Linked DNA regions of Ovis aries: region 1 is linked to region 2. The links are chromatin contacts, called in public Hi-C maps. All regions are on one chromosome and are shown on one strand. Each heading gives the region's core, a stretch centred on a gene start, on an enhancer-like site or on the middle of the called end of the contact. The rest is flanking DNA. Distances are from core to core; before and after follow the strand shown. Region 1 holds the start of MACROD1 (mono-ADP ribosylhydrolase 1). Region 2 holds the start of ZFTA (zinc finger translocation associated).

Evidence for each region. A called contact is a pair of places that touch in the nucleus more often than the background predicts.
Region 1: a Hi-C map of skin fibroblasts shows a contact between it and region 2, with 4 times the contacts expected there. The contact joins the promoter of MACROD1 here to the promoter of ZFTA in region 2. A contact is called at or near these places in 2 of 16 Hi-C or Micro-C datasets (skin fibroblasts and tail adipose tissue).

What each region holds. Positions count from the first base shown.
Region 1 is chr21:38,929,175-38,933,036 of ARS-UI_Ramb_v3.0, forward strand. MACROD1 (mono-ADP ribosylhydrolase 1) reads right to left here and starts at 2,557. Exons shown (of 9, transcript XM_060404077.1): 1 at 2,142-2,557. The coding sequence starts at 2,439. LOC105604106 (a long non-coding RNA gene) reads left to right here and starts at 2,688. Exons shown (of 2, transcript XR_006057543.2): 1 at 2,688-3,101.
Region 2 is chr21:38,572,664-38,576,247 of ARS-UI_Ramb_v3.0, forward strand. ZFTA (zinc finger translocation associated) reads right to left here and starts at 1,889. Exons shown (of 6, transcript XR_006057539.1): 1 at 1,575-1,889.

The DNA.
Region 1 (3,862 bases), core at 1,307-3,806, 360 kb after region 2:
TTTTAAAAATATGCCCCCAATTCTTTGATCTTCTTCCCTTCCAAAGGTGGAAACTAATTTCCCTCCCCTTGAATGTGGACCAGAGGCATTAAGCCAGCAGCCACTTCACAGGAGCCAGCCACCTGGGAAGGGCCCTCTCTATCTCTAACCAAATCCCCGCCTCCTGAGAAACTCTGAGCCTGGCCACCCCGCTAAGCTACTCCCAGCTTCCAGACCTTCAGGGACTGAGAGATAATAGAAACGTTTGCTGTTTCAAGCCACTAAGTGTCCTGGTAGTCTGTTACTAAGCTGCAATAGATAACTAAAACACGGATCTTTCTGTATCACCCCCACAAACTACCACCTAATGGCTACTGGTGGGGTGGGCTTCCACCTAGGTCTGGGGTTCCTGGGGCAAGCCCAGCCTCCCCACACTGCCCCTGCCTGGACAAACTCAGGAGCTCAGGCAGCCCTGCCCGTCTCGGCTTCTTGAAGCACCGACCTTTACCAGGCGTTGTCTCATTGCCCTAACACATCCCCCTGCTTCTTCACCTAAGCTCTGTGAGGGGAGGGTCCCCACCTGTCTCCCCAGCATAGCAGTGCTGGCCACACGGAAGGCGCTGGATAAAAACGGACCAAATGAATGGAAATCCCAGATCCTAGCAGACAGACACCACAGCAGCCTGGGAATTCCTGGCCCATTAGCTTCAAGAGGTCTGGAAGTTTTCAGCGCCGGCAAGGAGTGTGAGGGGCGGAGAGCTGGGTCCTACAGAAAGCAGCAGACCCAGGAACAGGTGTCTGGGCCTCCAGCCTTCCAAGCTCTCCTTCCCACCACCCTGAGATGCTGTTCTCTGACGAAGAAGGGAAATCAGGGCTCCCTGTGGGGACAGTCCCCGTGCCAGGGAGCCACTCCCCACCCTGACCCTGGATGTTCTGGGGCCAGGGCTTGAAGGGGTGACAAGCATTCCTTTTGCCCCGGGAGCAAAGTCAAGTGCTTCCGGCTGGTGCTTTAAGATCCCAGCGAAGGCATCACAACTCAACGACAAGAGTAGTTCATCTCGAACTCTACCTCCAATCCCAGAGGACGCCTCCTCTAACCCTCAACCGCGGCCCGCCCCAGGCCTGCCTCCCCAGCCCCATTGGCTGAACCCTCGCCACCGCAAGTCCCAGCCAATGAGCTGCCGTCCCTGCCCTTTTGAAAGGCGATCCAGCCGGGAATGGTCACAAGAGGCCAAGGAGCATGCCCTGAAGGGCAGGGGCAGCTGGACTGGCAGCCGGGGCTATTTCAGGCTCTGCAGGTCAGGTTGCCTGACTTCCCTCCTCTGTTCTGGCCCAGAGGCCAGCCCTGGGACTCATGCCCACCAGGACTCATGGCCCGCGCCGCCCCCCTCCCCGACCCCCCCGCGGCCCCAGCCGGAGGAAATGGCTTGATTCCTGGGTGTGGGGAGCAGGGGTGTCACTGTTCTCAGAGACACAACCTCCCCTCTCGGCCCTGCCCCGCCCCCCTCCTCCGCCCTGTGTCCCCCAGGAATGAGGCAGAGAGCTCACAAGTGTCCAGAGGCCAACGAGAAGGGCTAAAGGGCAACAGACCACGTGCCCAGAGAGGAAGGCCCCGGGGGGTATGGGGGGAGGTGTGACCGGCCTGCCCAGGGAGGCCCGTTCCTTGTGGCTATCTGATTCCACCAGGTGGGATGCCAGCCCCATAGCCCATTCCCTGCCACTCTAAAATGTCACCACTTGAGAAACCCCAGTATTGCGAAGCCGGGGGAGTTGAGAGCCTACTGTGAGATCTGAAGCAAATTCCAAGTGACCTTGGGCTACTCGGCGCAGGCGCCGGGCCTCAGTTTCCCTCATGCACAACAGATTTAGGTGCGAGGTCCCGGGTGCTCTCTGGGGGAGCCCCGCGACCCCTTTCAGTGGGGTGAGGCCACCCTCCTCACACTGCCTCCGACTGGGCCCTGGACCTGGTCCGGGGGAAGTAGTTTCCGGGGCTGGGCACATGTGGGGCGTGGCTGTTAATGGGGGGGGGGCGTCCATACCAGGCAAATGGGACCTTAACTTCCCCAGTTTTCTGGGGTGGACGAGGCGGCTAGCGGGGTGCTGTCCAGCCGGAGAGTGCCCACGAAGGGCCGCCCTCGCGCCCCCCTCCTGCTCACACTTACATTTTGCCTCCTTCCAGTCGGTGGAGGTGCTCAGGTCCACCTTCGCCGCCATGGCCAGGGGGGCCCAGGCGCGCACCCCGGCTCTCCGCCCCACCGCCGCCGCCCCCCAAGCCCCAACTCCCGCTGAGGTCCGCGCGCACGGGTGGTGCGCGCTCAGGGACGCCAGGGGACCGCACGCACTACTGCGGGTCCTCGTGGCACCCGGCGAGGGGCCGGGCCAGGGGCGCGGGGCGCCGAGCAGCTGCCCCGCCGCGCGCAGCTGTGCCAGGAGGCGGGACGCTCGGCTCTGCAGAAACATGAGCAGGCGGCGCGGGGCGGCTCCCCGCCCACTTCGACTCTCTTTACCGTGCTCAGGGAGTCTCTCCCTTATTTACTTGGGGACCAGGTGGCGCGTGCCAGCCCGAGGCGACCTGCTTGGGAGCCAGCGGGCCGCGCGGCCAGAAAACCCAGGCGCGCCGCTGGGCACCCTGGAACTTGTAGTCCCGGCCTCAGACAGGCCCCCGCACTCGTAAACACACGTGCGCGCCCCGCCCAGCCAGCCGAGTCGCACAGCCCTGGAGCCCGGCTCTCGGACGGTGGCGCTCCTGCCGTGCGCTTCCCGTCGGGGCTGGAAGTTGGCAACTTCCAACTTCCTGGTGGGAGACGCCCCTGGCCTCCGACCCTGTCTCCGTCTCCGCCCCTCCAGACGAGTGCACAGAGGAGAGTGTAACTCCTCACCGGTCACCCGGGCCCCACCCTACCCGCAGTCCCTGGGAGCCGCGCGTCCCCGCCGGCCGGGGCAGATGAGGCGAACGGGTAGGGCCGGTTGGGCGACTATTACCCAGGCCGCTGAGCCTCTGCCTCTTAGCCCCAGGGGCGGGCGGGGCCGCGACTGGAACCGAATCTAGAGTAACTCGGGAGGCAAGGATAGAAGTCCTGGAATTTGAAGACAGAAAATGAGAATTCCAAGCGGCGTTCTCGGTGTAAGAATTGGGGTGGTGTTTTTCTTTATATTTTTCCTATATTTTTTTACAAGGATTCTAAGGATGGAGTTGTTTTTTTAACATAAACATGTTAATATCTTTCTATAACATTTTATTATGTTATAAATATGATAGTTTTGGGGGAGGGGCGGGGTTTGGCTTGTTTTTGACCGGGGCTTGCAGGATCTTAGTTCCCAGACCAGGGATTGAATTCTGGGTTCACGGTAGTGAAAGCGCAGAGCCCTAACCACTGGACTTCCAGTTCAGTTCAGTTGCTCAGTCGTGTCCAACTCTTTGCCACCCCATGGACTGCAGCACACCAGGCTTCCCTGTCCTTCACCAACTCCTGGAAGCTTGCTCAAACTCATGTCTATCTAGTTGGTGATGCCATCCAACCATCTCATCCTCTGTCAGTCCCTTCTCCTGCCTTCAACCTTTCCAGACATCAGGGTCTTTTCCAGTGAGTCAGTTCTTCGCATCAAGTGGCCAAAGGATTGCACCTTCAGCTTCAGCATCAGTCCTTCCAATGAGTATTTAGTCCATCCTTTAGGATGGACTAGTTGAATCTCCTTGCAGTCCAAGGGACTCTCAAGAGTCTTCTCCAACACCACAGTTCAAAAGCATCAATTCTTAGGCACTCAGCTTTCTTTATAGTCCAACTCACACGTCCATATGTGACTACTGGAAAAACCATAGCTTTGAAGACGGATGTTTGTCGGCAAGGCAATGTCTCTGCTTTTTAATATGCTGTCTAGGTTT
Region 2 (3,584 bases), core at 639-3,138:
ATTAAGGAACCCCATGACAAAGCTGTCAGCACCTCCAGAGAAAGGAGTTTTTAGGACTAGAGTCTGGGAGAGCTGATGACTGGAAGGGGCTGGCAGGAGGGCCACCAGAGTCGCTACTGAAGATACTGCAGCAGGGAGTGGCCACCACCCACTGGAATCCATTAAGTCTTTCTGGGGATTTATTTTTCACTCTGGCCCGGAGCTGGCCACTGCCCAGCAATCAGCGGGCAGGCAGTGGAGAGGCCACCAACCCAGTGGTGTCCCCTTTTGCCAAACGGAGACCCTGAGCAGTCCCTCCCACTTTCCCTACAGTTTGGACCGTATTTCATTTAGAAAAGGGTCTCCTGGCCAAATAGGCTAAATAGACAGGTGTGGTCACCCTCCCAGTAGAGAATCTCACCGTATGGAAAACAAAAGCCAGGATCAGAGGGGGCTCCTGTCACCCTGTTTTTGTTTGGTTTTAAGTACATAGAAGAAAAAGAAAGCGCTAGTTTCAGAGTCAGAAACCTGGGTTTGACTCCGGGCTTCACTGGTAGCTTGCTCTGTGACCTTTGGTAGGTGATGTCCGCTCTCTGGGCCTGAGTGTCTTTGTCTGCCAAGGCACTGGATAGCTAGCGGGTCTCTCAGCATCCTTCCAGCGCCGGATCTGTTAGTCTAAGGTGGACTGGCCCTTTAAGAGCCGAAAAAAGGGGAGGAGCTGGGAGTCTTTAAAAACAAAAGGGGATGGGGAATTTCTAGGAGGGGAGCTCTGGCATTAGGGGTGAAGCTCCAGAGCCTGGACGAAAGCTTCAGGGCTCTTAAGCCGTTGACCCCGCATAGAGAAACAGCCTCCTTTGAGAGCAAACGGGGAGGACTGGCTGGTCCCGCTATAGCTGACAAATTGTGGCAAAATTTCTGAAAAGATGGGAGGGGTAACGCGCGGATACAAGGGAAGTGAATGCCACTGTGGGCGAGCCCATCTCTTTAAAAACTGCCCGCCCGTGGGGAAGGTACTGATAGGTCCCCAAGAGGCGCAACCCATGCTCTCTTCCAGGGAGAACATAGGGAAAAAAGAAAAAAGGTGCCCTTCTCTAGGCGAGGCCCCAGAGGAGAAGACAGCCCAACTTAGAGCAGCGGAGTCCCCAGCTCAGTTCTTCTGGAGGGAAGCCCCGGAAAGGGACCCAAGGTCTGGGCAGACTTTTTAAGAGACAGCCGGTTAAGGGAGACCACCTGGGAGTCTGAAAGAGAAAGGGACGGGGGACGCAAGTCCCAACAGCCTAGAGCGCGAGCCCCGCGGCGCCAGGCCAGGTCCTTTGGGGCCCCTCCAGCTCGGCCTCCGAGGCGGGGGCCGCGGGGCCCTTTAAGGGGGAGGGGATCCGCCCGAGCCCCGCAGGCCAACCCCGGGAGCTGGGCGGGGGGCTCCGCCGCTGGCGCTGCAGCCACAATCCGCGCCCGCCAGGTGGCGCCCCCGCCCGCCCTGCCCGCGTCCCCCGCTTTGTTCGGCGGCGAAGAGGGGCCCGGAGCCCGGAGCCGCAGCCCTCCCCTCCCCCACGCCGGGGCCCCCGCCCGAGCCGCCGGCCCCAGCCAGCTCTTACCGCCGTCGTCCTCCTCGGGTTCCGCGCTGCCGCTCGATCCGGCGGGCGGCAGCCATCGGCCCCGTGCCGAGGCCGCTGCTGGCCCGGGGCCGCCGCCGCCGCCGCCGCCGCTCCGGCTCCGGTGGTCCCCGCCAGGCTCCATGCGCTGCGCTGCGGCGCGGGGCCCCGGGGCGGCAGGGCGCGGGGCCGCGGGGCCGGCGGCGGCCGGCGCGCGGCGCTCGGTGCGCGGGGCCCCGGGGCGCGGGGCGCATGCACAGGGCGGCCGGCAGCACGGACGGCAGGCTGCTCGCTCGGCGGCGCGGGCTGGACCGGGGTGGGGATTCCTGTCTGGGGCCCCTGGGGCTCCTTTAAGGGCTCCTGGGTAAATTTAAAGGGGCCGCGCGCTATTTCCTCCTGCCAGCTCGCGGGGGGCTGGGGGGAGTGTCGGGAGGCTAAGAGCCCGACCGAGGCTCCGTATCCGGCGCTCGCCGCGGACGTTAGGAGCACGGACCTCGCCGTCCTCGCGGGCCCGCGCTGCCGCCTGCGGGGCTCGGGTCCCGGCTTCTGGAGGGTCACCGAGGTGGCCAGGGGCGCAGCGTCCGTTGCGACGCGCTTCCACCCAGGCTCGGCTCGCAGCCACTGCCCCCTCGGGGCATGTCAGCGGCCGGCTTCCCGCACCCGCGCTGGCAGAGGGGGTCGCCCGGTGGGGAGGCCCGGGCCCCTGCCAGGGGCTGCCTCCCGCGCGAGCTCGGCGCGGGCCCCACAGCGGACACGAATGGCAGGGGCCCCAGATGGCCGCGGCCCCGCGGAGAGGGTGGAGCCGCGGGGGCGGCCGCGCCCCCTCCCGGGGGAGCCGCCGGGGAGCGCTGAGAGCTCAGGCTTCAGCCCTGGAGGGCGGACGAGCCAAGCGCCCTCGGAGCTGGCCGGGGCGGGGACCGCGGCCTCGGAGATCGAGGCCGAAGAGAGGGGGCGCGCAGGAGAGCCGGCCGCGCCGAGGCCCGACGCCGCTGGGCGTTGGGGGCCCCAGGATGGAAGCCGGGAAGAGAGGGGTTGCGCCGCGGTCGTCTCTGGCTCCTACCCTCGCAGGCCTGGGGGTGGCAGACGCGGCCCTGGACCCTCTGGCCGGCACGAGGAGGCAAAGAACGCTGACCACGAGCGAGGTGTCGGCACCTGGGGACGCGCCCCACCACGGCTGGGAAGCGCTGGGGCTGACCCTGCGTGCGAGCCCCGGGATGCCTCGGAGCCCCCAGGTCCCAGGAAGCGGAGGAAAGGGGCCCTGAAAAGCAGCCAGGGGCTCGGCAGCCCGGGGTCCTTCCTCGAGGACCGGCTGGAGGAGCAGGTGCTTTCTTTGCCTGTGGTTGGTCGCCCACAACAAAGGCGATTCCTAGAGATCCAAATTACAGGGTGCGGGAGGCCGTGCAGGGTCTTATTATCTCGAGGTGGGTTCTATTCTCTTTTGGGGGGATGTGCCCAGCAATCCGTTAAAGTCACGCTTGACACACATTCCTTTGCTCACTCCACACCTACTGTGTGCCAGCGTGCCCCTAGGCGCTGGGCAGACAGCAGGGAGCAAGACCCACAAGTCTGATACTGACTTAGCACCCACGGCTTATGAAAAGAAAACAGTCCCCTTGAGGAGCCATGGGAAATTCTAAATTACTTTCAGCACTGGAAGCCCGTCTTCTGAATGTGAAGAAGGGCTGGGAACTAAAATTTCTGTAGTGTCTAAAAGGTGGCTGTCACGGCGGGAGACGTCCCATCTCTTCCTCAGTCCCCATGATGACCTGCGAGAGACAGGCTATTCTGTCCACTGCTGGCCTTCCTGCGCTCCCTGACTTACACGAGGGCAGGGGCCCTGATGCTAATGCAGTGCCAGATGGGGCCATGTGATGGGGGATTCCCTCATTCATGCGTTCTTTACCTCTGCCAGGCCAGGGACACAAAGGTGAAATAAGACATGGACCTGGCCTTCACCTTTTCCTAAGTATGGTTTTTATTTTATATTTTTTAAAAGGTAAATATTTTTATTTA